2 separate regions of the Mus musculus genome follow, and region 1 is linked to region 2. Evidence: chromatin contacts called from public promoter capture Hi-C data. All regions are on one chromosome and are shown on one strand. The core of a region is the stretch at or near the end of the contact, and the rest is flanking DNA. Distances in the headings are between cores, read along the strand shown. Region 1 holds the start of Gtpbp6 (GTP binding protein 6 (putative)). Region 2 holds the start of Pgam5 (phosphoglycerate mutase family member 5).

What was found. Capture Hi-C pulls out chosen DNA fragments and counts their contacts.
Region 1: a contact with region 2 is called in a promoter capture Hi-C map of adipose tissue. The contact joins the promoter of Gtpbp6 here to the promoter of Pgam5 in region 2. A contact is called at or near these places in 1 of 39 promoter capture datasets (erythroid cells), 8 of 484 Hi-C or Micro-C datasets (CD8 T cells, embryonic stem cells, liver and 3 more), 8 of 115 datasets of contacts at active chromatin or transcription factors (the SCID.adh cell line, bone marrow-derived macrophages, effector CD8 T cells and 5 more) and 3 of 9 other capture datasets (adipose tissue, liver and pancreatic islet).

Annotation. Positions count from the first base shown.
Region 1 is chr5:110,105,556-110,111,656 of GRCm38.p6, forward strand. Gtpbp6 (GTP binding protein 6 (putative)) reads right to left here and starts at 2,642. Exons shown (of 10, transcript NM_145147.5): 1 at 2,301-2,642; 2 at 1,505-1,642; 3 at 1,315-1,385; 4 at 1,098-1,228; 5 at 711-781. The coding sequence starts at 2,616. Plcxd1 (phosphatidylinositol-specific phospholipase C, X domain containing 1) reads left to right here. Exons shown (of 8, transcript NM_207279.2): 8 at 1-398. Zfp605 (zinc finger protein 605) reads left to right here and starts at 4,537. Exons shown (of 5, transcript NM_001163996.1): 1 at 4,537-4,762.
Region 2 is chr5:110,264,648-110,271,460 of GRCm38.p6, forward strand. It overlaps Pgam5 (phosphoglycerate mutase family member 5), which reads right to left and starts at 5,252. Exons shown (of 6, transcript NM_001163538.1): 1 at 5,005-5,252; 2 at 2,440-2,618; 3 at 1,264-1,389; 4 at 1,093-1,181; 5 at 865-998. The coding sequence starts at 5,192.

The sequences.
Region 1 (6,101 bases), core at 1,392-3,891, 160 kb before region 2:
CCTGTCACACATCCATGAAGCAGTTGGGCTCTGAGCAGATTCTTGTGTAGGTCAATGTATAGCATCCCCAGCCTTGAGCAGGCTGACTCAGACCTGTTATTCTGACACTGTGGATGAGACCACCTACGGTGGAGTCTTCCAGACCTAGATAGGTCTATTCTGTCACCTGTGCTGCTCTTCTCCAAGATGCCAATAACCCAAAAGGCTGAACCTGTCTTCCTGAGATATTCCTGGGATAGCTGACAATCTGTCGAATTGGCGACCTAATGCTAGCAGCTCTAGCAGACTAAGTGCTAACAACTTGGCAACAAAGCATCAAGAAGTCTGGGTGGCAGGGAAATGGGCTTTCCCCCTTTATAAGCACAGACTCTTAGTAAACATTGGGCCATGATCAGAAATTTGTCTTGGTCTCGTTTCTTCTTTCGTTTCCTCCCTTACAGCTCCAACCTCCCACTCAGGAACCCAGTTTGTGTGGCTGCGACGGGTACACAATGAACTCCGGGATCAGGAGAGGTCATGAAGTGAGCACAAGGGGGCCATGTAAAGGTCAGGGGTCATGTGAACTCTCCATACCTTGCAGTCCCTCCTGCTGTGATCCCAGGGCTCAGTCATTACATTAGACCCCAGTCACAGCCCCGCATCACAGGCCTGTGTTCCCCTCCATGTCCCCCTTCTCCCCAATATCCCCTCTACACACCTCTGGCCCTTACCTGACCCCATGATGTACCGGGAGCCCCAGCCTTGCTGGTCTTGCTGCCCAGAGTCGGTATTCACAGAGGACCTGGAGGGAGGCAGGTAGGTAGCGCATGAGGGGAGGGGAGGACACAGGGAGCACCCCTGTCACAGCGTCCAAGGATATGTGCAGAGGACATGCGGGGAGGAACTGCGGAGAGCACCACCTGCCACCTGTTGCAGCATCTACAGTCACGCGAGAGGATACGCAAGGAGGACATGTAGGGAGGACATACGGAGAGTACCCAAGGACATGTGAAGAGAACATGTGGGGAGCACTACATGCTGCATCACCCACAGACTCCCTGAGAGGGCAGGTGGTAAAAACACGAGGGGAGGACATGCGGGGAACATCACCCGCGAACCTGAGGAGCGGGATCTCTGCCAGCGCCAGCTGCATCCGGGCCTCCCTCGTGCGTGCGTTACAACGGAAGATATGCAGAACTAGGGTGAATCTGTCGAACACACGCAAACCCCAAGCGGACTCCAGCTCCTTCTGAGGAGATGGGGGCCACGCAGGGATCAGTCAGGGGTCACATGGTGTCATGGGTCATGTGAGGATCAGGGGGGACACAAGGGAACCTTGGTCGGTGGCGCCATCCTCTCCACGTTCAGGAACACGGACGTGATGTCCTGGCATCCCTTGATCTTTTCTGGAGCACAGGGAGTGGCCCGTCATGGGGTTAGGAGGAGGACGGGAGGCAGTCTGACCCATCCTACACCAGCGCAGGTGAGGCGCATGCCCAGCGGCCAAAGGTGAGGTACCGCTCACCTGTCACGTCCTGAAAGTTGCCCTTGCCGAACACCAGCCTGCTGCCAGGCGCTGCGCTGGGCACCACCAGGGTACTCGCGACCGACCATCCTGGAAGTGCGCGCACCAGGGCGGCCGCCTCTGCCACCTGCCACTCCGCTGTGAGGACACAAGGGTCCATCCAGTCAAGGGCCGAGCGGGAAGACCTCGGACCACGGCGGTGGACAGGGTTAGCTCTGGGATGAAACCGCGCCCGCGCAGAGTCCGCATCCCCCGCCCACACCATGTCCCCACCCTGCAGCTCACATCACAACCCTAAGAAGCTCGCCAGGCCATGATCCAAAGCTCTACCAGGGAAAGGCAGAACCTCTAGGACTCGCCCCCAGCGCCCAATGTTCCCCCCCCCCAGACTCCGCCTACAAATTTAGGATAGTCCCGCCCCAAGGTCCCACCCGGAGCACGCGCAGCCTCACCCATCGGGCAGGCCCAGGTACCATCACATGCTCAGCCAGATCACGCCCCCAGCACGCAAGCTCGCCAGACTCCGACTCCACCAGGAGAGCAGCCACGAACCCAGCACATCCCAGACTATCCACACTCTCTACCGTACGCCCGATGTCCATCATAGTACCCTGCCCCCAGTGCTCCTCCCTCGGCTTCTCCTTCCTTTCTCGTGACTCCGCCCCTTCCAGAACTAGGCGTCACCGCCGCCCCAATTCCCCGTGGCCTTCCTGTATAGCACTAGTAAGTTTCGGCCTTCAGGTCCTCGCCCCTTCCGGCTTCCCTGCTCAATCCCCACTCTCGCCCTACCCGATACCTGTGCTTCGAGGCTTTTTTCCGGCCGGGCGTTTGACGTCAGGATGCAGGACGCAAACGCGCTGTGTATCCAAGGGCAGGAGGGGTGGGGCGCGGAGCAGCTCATCCTCCTCTTCCTCTTCGTCCTCACGGGGGTCCTCCTCGCCCCCACCACGGACGGGACCGCCCCCCGCCCACGCGCTCCCCCAGACCCGGCTCCCGGCGTGGACAGTGCGGACGGGACTTGGCAGGGTCACCGCGGGGCTCCGAACGAGTTGTACGCGGCGCACACGCGGGAGCCAGAACCCCGGGAGCACGGCGGCGCGCAGAAAAAGCATGGCGCGTGCGCGCGCAGCGAGAGACTGCGGGGGCGGGGGAGGGAGAGCAGGGAGGGACGGGAAGAACAACAGGGCGCATGTGCGTGCCGCGAAGGGTGGCTCTGGGAGGATCGAGAGCAGATCGCTTACCCGCAGCGAAAAACTTGGATAGGGGCGGGGTCAGGGAGAAAGGACAGCAAGGCGCATGCGGCGAGGGGCGGGGCCGAAAGGACAATGCCTCTAAAACAAAACAAATAAAAATAAGCCTAGTGGTGGAAGATCTGAATAGAGTTAGTGTAGGCACAGCAATTTCAAAAGGAACAACACAGGACTCAATAGAACTCAGGGTTTGGCCTATGACAACTTTTATGAAGACAATAAAGTTAGGTATAAAGGACATAGGCTATTGAAATAATCTAGCACTGAATGTTAAAATAGAATTCAAATAAGTTATAAAATGTGTTAGCTTTTATGCTTAGTTATAAGAAATTACAAATATTCATGTTTCTGTTGAAACTTACTTGGGCCACAGGAAACTCTCCTCAACACAGAGGAAGATGGAGTCACAGATGGTAGGCTAGAGGATGTTCAGTACCAAGAACTAGAAGGAACTAAATGGAATATATCTGTGACCTGGGATAGCTGCGCGCTCTCTCTCTCTCTCTCTCTCTCTCTCTCTCTCTCTCCTGTGTATCTTTTTTTCAAGTCATTTATATATTTTCTGGAGTGGAGTTGTGGGGACATATTCATATAAAGTAGGAACAAATCAAGCCTTGGGATGTGTGCTGCTGACAATCCATTTAGCTTACTTGCCTGAAGCAGGGAACTAGGGGATACAAAACAAACAAACAAAACAAAACAAAACCCAAGCTGGAGATGTCTCTCAGACTAGTAAAGAGACTGGCTGCTCCACTGAACATAGTCATGATTAAAATAGTTCAAGATGTCACAGCACTGGTTGCTTCTCCAGAGGACTGGGGTTCAGTTCCTAGCACTCACATATTTGGCTCTTCATGAGTATCTTCCTGGATGCAGACAGTAGTGCTGAAATGTCTAATTTGGGTATAGAAGCCAAGAACATCAAGAGATATTTAAAAGTTAATGAATTCTTCCTTTAAATTATCTGCTTTGGGTGACAGAAAGATGGCTCAGGGGTGCGTTTCCAGAGGACACAAGTTTAATTCCCACCACCCACATAAGAGCTCACAACAGTCTTAGGAGGATCAACACCCTCCTGGCCTCTGTAAGCATGCACACAGTGCACAAGCATATAAGGCACAACACTAATATACATGAAATAAACAAATACATTTTAAAATAAAAAAGAGTTTTAAGAAATAAAATAGGACTGGAGAGATGACTCAGTGGTTAAGAGCACTGTCTGCTCTTCCAGAGGTCCTGAGTTCAAATCCCAGCAACCACATGGTGGCTCACAACCATTTGTAATGTGATCTGATGCCCTCTTCTGGTGTGTCTAAAGACAGCGACAAGTGTACTCACATACATAAAATAAATGCATCTTTAAAAGAAGAAGAAGAGGAAGAAGAAGAAGAAGAAGAAGAAGAAGGAGGAGGAGAAGGAGAAGGAGAAGGAGAAGGAGAAGGAGAAGGAGAAGAAGAAGAAGAAGAAGAAGAAGAAGAAGAAGAAGAAGAAGAAGAAGAAGAAGTAGTAGTAGTAGTAGTAGTAGTAGTAGTAAAATGCTTCAGGCCAGTGAGACAATACAACGGTAAGGGCCGAAGAAGAAGAAGTAGTAGTAGTAGTAAAATACTTCAGGCCAGTGAGACAATACAACGGTAAGGGCCCTTGCTGATGACATCGTCTTAAGGGAACATGAAGGCTGGGGGTGGGGGGTGGAGGGGTGGGTCCGGAAGTGAAGCCCATCCTTCAGTCCCAGGCACATTTGCCCCAGTGGATCTCTGGGAAATGTAGTTCTACATCGACACTTCCTCTACTGGGCCACACCGACTCTGCAGCTGTTAGGTCTGCAGTAAGCCCTAGTGAAGCTAGTGACAGATGACGTGATCCTGTAGAGAGCTAAGTCTGTATCCAATCTGGTCTTTGGCAAACTCAAAGAGCGTTTAGGCTCTGCCTGGAGCAGGTGCGGAGCCATTGGAGAGGGGAATTGCGCATGCGCAGAATGGCGGTCCCGGTTTTGGTAAGGATTAAGGTGAGGCGGGCCCTGAGCACTCTTGAGGGATTGTGTCCAACAGCCTGGTAGGAGGTTGGGGCAAGAAGAGGTGGCTGAAGGAGGGAGTGCAGGAGGAGGGTGGGAGAAGGTGACGGTGCCATTACTGATGCTGCACCCTGTCAGGGACAATAAGGCACGCGGATTAGATGATGGAACATCCGAACACAGAACATTCTGGCCTGTGAGAACAGGTGTCAATGCCAGGTAAATGAAGAACTAGTGGGATTCCCCAGACAAGTCTTGTGGGGCGGGAAGGGGTTGCTTTGTATGTTTGTAAACCAGTGAGTCCCGGACGGCATGTATGTGTGCTCTTTTTGTTGGTGAAGACAGTAATCATCAGTCATTCGGGTGCCATAAGGACCCTGTCTTCCTGAGAAACAGCAGAAATGATTAAATCTTTCACCTTTTGGATTCTAGGAGAGGCTCACTGTCAAGACTTATCGTCTAAGTACAATAGTGCTTAGATCTGACTGTACTTTGTTAGCAATGGCAAACCTGAAAGTGGCCCTCTCCATTTTTATGCTTGCCTCAGAAACCCACCTATCAGTCCCAATAAAAATGTTTTTAAACAAACTGGTTAAGTTTCTTTTCTTCCTTCAGTTTCTTGACTCTTGTGCTGTATACAAACTCCCCCTAAGCAGAGAGATATTCCTATTTACTTTCCATCACATACTTTTTTTAAGAAAAGATTTACTTATTTTTATGTATATGAGTACACTGTGGCTGTACAGATGGTTGTGAGCCTTCATGTGGTTGCTGGGAATTGAACTCGGGACCTCTGCTTGCTCTGGCCCCACTTGCTCTGGCCCAAAGATTGATTTATTTTATTATATTTAAGAACACTGTAGATGTCTTCAGACACACCAGAAGAGGGCATCAGATCTCATTACAGATGGTTGTGAGCCATCATGTGGTTGCTGGGATTTGAACTTAGGACCTCTGGAAGAGCAATCAGTGCTCTTAACCACTGAGCCATCTCTCCAGCCCTCCATCACATTCTTTAATCACACCTGGCTATACCTAGTTTTGTTTTTTTTTAACATGTTGATTTTTTTTTAATTTTAGATTTATTTATTTATTTTATGTATATGAGTACACTGCAGCTATCTTCAGACACACCAGAAGAAGGAATCAGATCTCATTACAGATGGTTGTGAACCACCATGTGTTTGCTGGGAATTGAACTCAGGACCTCTAGAAGAGCAGTCAGTGCTCTTAACCTTTAAGCCATCTCTCCTGCCCTACCTAGTTCTTTATACAAGTTTTAGTTCTCTTACAAAAAAAAAAAAAATCTAAGCTGGTGGTGGTGCATGCTTTT
Region 2 (6,813 bases), core at 4,002-6,501:
CACCATATCGCCCTCCATCCCACCACCAGCTCTGTCTGATAATGAAGCTCCCAGAGCCCAGTAGGGATTCCCAGCTCCCCAACAGCATTGTAGTTTCTTGGGATTGATGCTTGCCTAAGTGACCATGAGGTCCCCTGGCCATCTCTGGGCTTCTGTTCAGGTGTGATGGGAACACATCATCATGCCATGGGTGACAGTCCAAAGATACGTAGCTGGCTACTATGCTGGCACCCATGAAAAAATGGCTAAAACAAGGATCTATGCAGGGAAACAGCATGAGCCTGGAATGTCCTATTGTATAAAAAGTAAAGAAAATCCAAAACACTACGTAGACTGAGCAGCAAACCAACAATCACAGGTCAGAATGTACAACAGGCCCAATCTCACGTACAGGACTAGCAAAAAAGAATCACGACCCCCAAGGTGCCCAAACTTTTCACAAACAAACATGGAGAAAGACGAGCCTTACATAAGTTCTGATAGCAAAAGGATGAAGGAGACAAACTCTGAGTAAGTCCATGTTGACTGCTACCGGCACCATCTACCAACAGACAACTAGAGCAAGTATGTAAAAAACAGACAAGGGGGCGATGGCTACGCATGCTTTTAATCCCAGCACTTGGCAGGCGTTTGAATCTCTGAGTTCAAAGCCAGAGTAAGTTTTAAGGCAGCCAGGGCTACACAGAGAAACCTTGTCTTGAAAAGCCTTAGACATTCACCGTTTTCATAAGGTAGTGGAGGCCAGAACACAGCTCCTTAATCATGTTATACACTGTCATAGCCAGCTTCACTGGGACTTCTCTGACCAGGCTTCACCAGCATTCCCCGAATCACACCGAGGAATGCGTGGTTGCTGGCACTTACCTACAAACAATATAGCGGATGACATTGGCATGGCATATGAAGATCTCATAGCTGTCCTCCTCCTGCCTGGCATCAGCTCGGTGGATGTAGTTCCTGAAGGCAGCTTCAATCCGGGCTCCATCTTCATAATACTGCTAGGAGCAGAGTAAGGAGTTGTCAGTGTGGAAGCAGACAAGGGTAAGGGCAGGCCTTGCCCTAATCCAGTGGCACAAGGGATGGCATTTTTACCACAGCCTCTGGCTTCCAGTGAGAGACAGGTGGATCCGGTTCAATGGGGGCACCTTCCCGTAGCAAGTCTGTGCTGACTCTGGAGACACCTGGAAAAAAGCAGGCCCCTGTTCAGCAAGGTGTCCCAAGAGTGAATCTACACACCCCAAACAGCAGACAACCAGCACTCACCTGGCAGGTGCTTGCTGATGATGTCTGTGGTCTCTACTGCACGGGTCATAGAGGAATGGACAATTTTATTAAACTTTAATCCCAGGCTTGCAAGTCGGAGCCCCGTGAGTTCAGCCTGTTCCCGACCTGGAAGCAAAAACACCTGTGAATGTCATAAACCAGGACCCTCCACTTACTGCATAAACAGTGAAGTGCTATCAAGCGTCACTCAAGATGTTATCCTCATAGACCTAACCAGGGTCAGGGCCCTGGGGAGCAAAGAAACAATCGGTTGTCCTCAACCCCAAGAGAAAATACACCAGATTCAGTTAGCAACGTGAGTAAACTCGACAGCAGTGGAATGTAGGCCTGCCCTATCCTATTTTTATTCAACTATGTTGAAAATCAAGTTCCACTCGGGAATATAATATAGCCCACTGATAGAACTGCCTAACATGCAAAACCCTGGGTTCCATTCCCAATACTGATAAAGAAAGAACAAAATCAAGTCTCAGCATCATGGTAGCCCACTGCCTCATGACAATAGATACAACATAACAACAAAGTGAAGAAAAAAATGAAAACTGAACTGGGCTTGGTGGTGCAGACAGACTTGTACTCCCAACACTCAGGAGGCTGAGGCAGGAGGGTTGCCATGAGTTCAAGGCCTGCCTCAAACTACAAACTGATTCTCAGGGGTCACAAGGAGACAGTGATAGTAAATGCTTTTTCCTTAAATGTGCTTTAGCATATAGCTGAAAACATTCTAAGAAATCATTTTCCTTTTGTTTTGAAAATGAGTTTTTTGCTGGATACAGTAACCTACACCACAGTGGAGACCTGATACCCTGCTTATGCCCAGGGGTCAGAAGCCACAGAACTCCTCAGGTTGGAGAAACAATCTGCTAGAGGAGAATCCTGGAGACATTGTGACCATCCAACTCTTTTTGAGTATTATACAAGTGGGAAATATGCCATCTATCAATAAACTGTTTAAAATGGAACGGCACACCACAATGCTCACCTTCCCACCTACTTGGGAAGCAAGGCAGGGGAATCAGGAACTCAGACTACATAGTGAGAGTCTGGCTGTATCACCACCATGCTGAAAGGTAGGAGGGGGAGGGGGAGCAGAGAGAAGGCCTAGATCCCTGGTTCAGCCTGTAACTAACTTCAAGACCAACCAATGAGTCATACCTAATGGTGTCAGGGTGCGGTCCTTCTCCAGGGAGCCATCCACATGGTACTGGGAATGCCGGATGAGGAAGATGTGCCTTGTGGCCTTGGCCTTATAGTGATCCAGCCTGGATGTCAACTCGTCTTCTCCAGATTCCACATTCCTTTTCTTCAGGTTAATGAGTGACAGTGGCTCTCGCCTAATTGTAAAAGTATGTCTTATCTTATGACCTCTTGTCCAAGACACCTTTCAGTGCTTGGGAAAAGGCCTGGGGGAGAAGCCCAGGCCAGAGAGCCTAGCCTCACAGACTCTTCCCGAAAAGGCTAGGCTCGCTCTGGTTGATACATATATTATTCCTGCATATAACATGAAGCCTCAGGTTCATGTTCCTGGTGAAGACAGGCTGGGTGAAGAGATGGCTCACAGGTTAAAGTGCTTGTTATACAAGCAGGAAGACTAGAGTCCAGAAGCCACATAAATACTGGGTAGGTATAATGGCCCACTTATAATTGCAGCCTCAGAACGTGGAGACGGGACCCCTAGAAGAAGCTGTCTAGTCAGACTACTTGTGTTGCAAGTTCTCGGTTTGACTGAGAGGCCATGCCTTAAACAATAATCCAGAAGTATGATTGAGAAACAATTTCCATAACTACCCCGGGCTTTCCCACAGACCTACACACATGTGATCTCACACACGTGCACATGAGACGGGAAAAAAAAAAAAGGAGAAACCCAATGATGCCTCAAATAAGCAAGCAGTGTCAAGAGATGTGAGAGTGGATAGTTGCACTGCAGCGGAGCCTAGAACTGTACTGTCTGTGTGACTCCAATAGTCTTGGGGCTGTTTCATTCATTTACTACTTCTGCTGGTGATAAGACAGGCCCTCTCAGTGTAGCTCAGGCTGACGTCACAACAATTCTACTTCAGCCTTCCAAGTATGAGGAGTACAAGCGAGCATATACTAACATCCCTAACGTAAGTTAAAAATACTAGGCACAGGACCTTGGCTGTGCTTTCTCACAGTACAAGTCTGGACTCCTCACACTCTGGAAAAGCTGAGGCGGAAGGATCACAAAAGGCCAGGTTGAATAAGTAAGTCTAACTATACTTAGGTCTTTCGTAGCTCAAGATTCCACACTCAATATTCAATCAACCGGGCATCAAAAAATACTCAAAAGTTTGCATCTGAACTAAACAGACCTTTTTGTATGTGATTTTTTTTTAAAACCTCAAGCTATATATTTTAACAACTACTTAGGTAGCAATTTTATTGTACTGAGTGTGATAAATAATCTAGGAATGATTTAAAGTATACAGGAGGATAAGCTAGATGCCTAGGTTATCTGTAAATACTTCATTATCATGAACATCCACAGAGTTTGATATGTTCAGGGATCATGGACCCAATCCCCCACCATACAGAGGGATTACTATAATTAATTTTAAATCAAATAAAAATAGAGCTCTTTTCTAAGTCACACTAAACACACTTTAAGTGTTGAGCAGTCACTGGGGTAGTGGCCATCACAATGTTGAGGACTGTAGTTAGTGGAGTGGACGTAGGAGCCGAAGAAACTGAAGCTACTCAGTTAAATGTAGGAGGCAGGAATAGGACAAGTCAGAGCTGCCCAAATTAACACAATGGTGGAAGAGGAAGGTCTGGAAAGGGTGGTGGTGGCGGCTCAAGCATGATCTGAGCAGGCTAACCTGGGGTGTTAGTCCCATATACAGACCAGGCCAAAGTCTTGCTGCAGCTACAGGGCCGTGTGTGGGGCTGGACCAGACAAAATTTGGAGACGACTGTCAGAGAGGAAGGCATACCAGAAAGAAACCAAGTGGATATGCCCCTTTTAGTCCCTTCCGGCACTTGTTGATCCATCTGTCATGCATCCTTCCCCACCTAACAAGGCCACTGTACCAATCCATCCACGTAAGCAGACACAGCAAGCAAATATGAAACATTTAAAATCAGGTCATTTCTTTTTTCTTTCTTTCTTTTTTTTTTTTTTTTTTTTTTGAGACAAGGTGTTTCTATATAGCCCAGAATTCAGAGTTCTGCCTGCCTCTGACTCCCAGTGCTGGGATTAAAGCTGCATGCCACTCGCTATACATGCCACTGTACCCGGCTTCCATGGGTAACCCAACCCTTGGCTCTACTTCACGCACGGGTTCTCTGGCCTCTGAAGGGATAGCATGCTTGCAGTCCCAATCTTCCCCAAGCTGCAGGAGGAGAATTTGTGAGGCAAACCTGGCTGTCTATCAAGACCCTGACTCTGAGTAAGACTTAATCCTTTGGAATTTCAGGCCCACAGAGGATGGTGGTCCTGGGACAAAGACCTGGTGCACTGTCTCTGAACAAGGACTCTTCGAGTATGGGGTCCGGGCGGTTAGAGGTCCCTCAGAGAGACGGGTGGCCCAGGCGCGAAGACCTTCGGGAGGTGCGCCATCCAGGCACTGCCACCGATTCACACAAACTCAAGACCCACTAGCACGCAGCGTCCCCTTCCCTTCAGAGCACCGATCTCCGCCATCCCGGGATGGAGGTGAGGAAGCAGGGCCGAGCCCAAACCTCCCGTCCCCGCACCTGTCCCAGTTGGTGTCCCAGACGCCGCGCCCGGCTCGCGCTCCTGTCCAGGCCGGCGGCTCGGTCGCGCGCGTGTCTGCATCCCCGCCACCTCGCGGCTTCCCTACCGCGACCGCCGAGAAGAGAACAGCGGCCGAGCCACCGGCCAGACCACAGGCCGCCAGCTGAAGCGCCTGCCGGAAAGCCATGCCGCAAATCGCGCGACCTGACGGCGGGACGCCAGGAGCAGACTTCCGCTTCCGGCTGGTGGAAGTCCCGCCCCTTCCCCCCCCCCCGACGAATCAGGAAACGCGGCCCAGGGCGCCACCTGCCGGTGGTCGCAGGGTAGCAGGCGCAGATGCCTGCCCTTTAGTGGGTGGAAATCAGGCACTGGGGTTTATTTATTTATTTTATTTTATTTTTTTGGTTTTTCGAGACAGGGTTTCTCAGTGTAGCCCTGGCTGTCCTGGAACTCACTCTGTAGACCAGGCTGGCCTCGAACTCAGAAATCTGCCTGCAGGCACTGGGTTTATATGAATTGAAAAACCTCAAGTTTGGCACTTCAATTTGAAGTTTTTATGTTTTCATTTGTAATCTTTAAGTGTATGCATACTCTCAACTTTCACCTCCTGAATTCTTTCCATTTTTTTCCCTAAGAACCTTCTTCATTCAACTATCAACCCTCCATTCCCCACCCCTAGTCCCTGGCACCTACCATCGCGCCTCCAAGTTTTACCGCTCTAGTTGCTTTTGACCAATTGACCGGGTCCTTCTGTGTAGGAAAGGTGTCCACCTGCTCTTCCAGGGCCATTGTACCCAAGGCCTAGGGACTAGACTGGCAGGCCCACGGACTTACAGCTCCAGGCTTGGGCTTTAACTACCAAGCGGCCCAGCACTTGGCAGCTGTTATAATTTTCATCTTTGAGCAACAATGAACAGCAGCAGGCATTTGGTAATATTACTGCTCCTGAATGAACCTCTAACCTCAGACATTCTCAGAACCCTTGGCCTTCCACAATGGCTAAGGCGGTCCTTTGGCTAGACAGCTCCCTAAAAGTCTTAGCAACAGGATCTGTTTTTTCCACAGCCTTCTTTCACCTCAGCTCTCTATTCTCTCTAGCCTCAGCCTTTTGGTGTTCCTAGCTCAGCCTACCCTACTATTGATAAAAATAAATTAAATTTTTTTTACAAAAACCCTCTAAGGCCTGACATACCAAAAAAAAAAAGGATACAGAGGCTGTATTTCACACTGACTGAAACGTGAGTTTCAGTCGGCTTATATATAAAGAGAAAAGGGTGTTATGGCAAGGGTCTTAGCCCCAATCCTGGCAGTCCTTCATGCACGTTTGAATCAATCGCAGGTTTTCTGCAGAGCCACCAAGGGAGAGCCTCCCCCTGGCCTGGATGAGACGATTGCAAGGTCATCAGAGTTCACTACCATGCTGTCTTGCTCAGTGTCGGTGGAGGCTGTCTGGACAGATCATGACTGGAGCAAGTCTTCCACGGAGGTTCTGGTGGCCCATATGACTGCAGAGGTGTCTGCCCAGTGAGCCCCAATATCTAAACTGGCTGCCAGGAGGGCAGTGTGGCTAGTTGTCCTTAAGAGGCTGCTTTCCTGACAGGACCTCAGCCAGGCACCAGAGCAGGACCTGTTAGATGCTTTAATCTTTCACAGGAAGCATCAATAGGGTGTGTGTAACAAAAATCTGTAACAAAATTACAGTATAGTTCTTTTTTTTTTATTTTATTTTGTTTTGTTTTTTTGAGACAGGGTTTCTCTGTGTAGCCCTGGCTGTCCTGGAACTCACTTTGTAGACCAGGCTGGCCTTG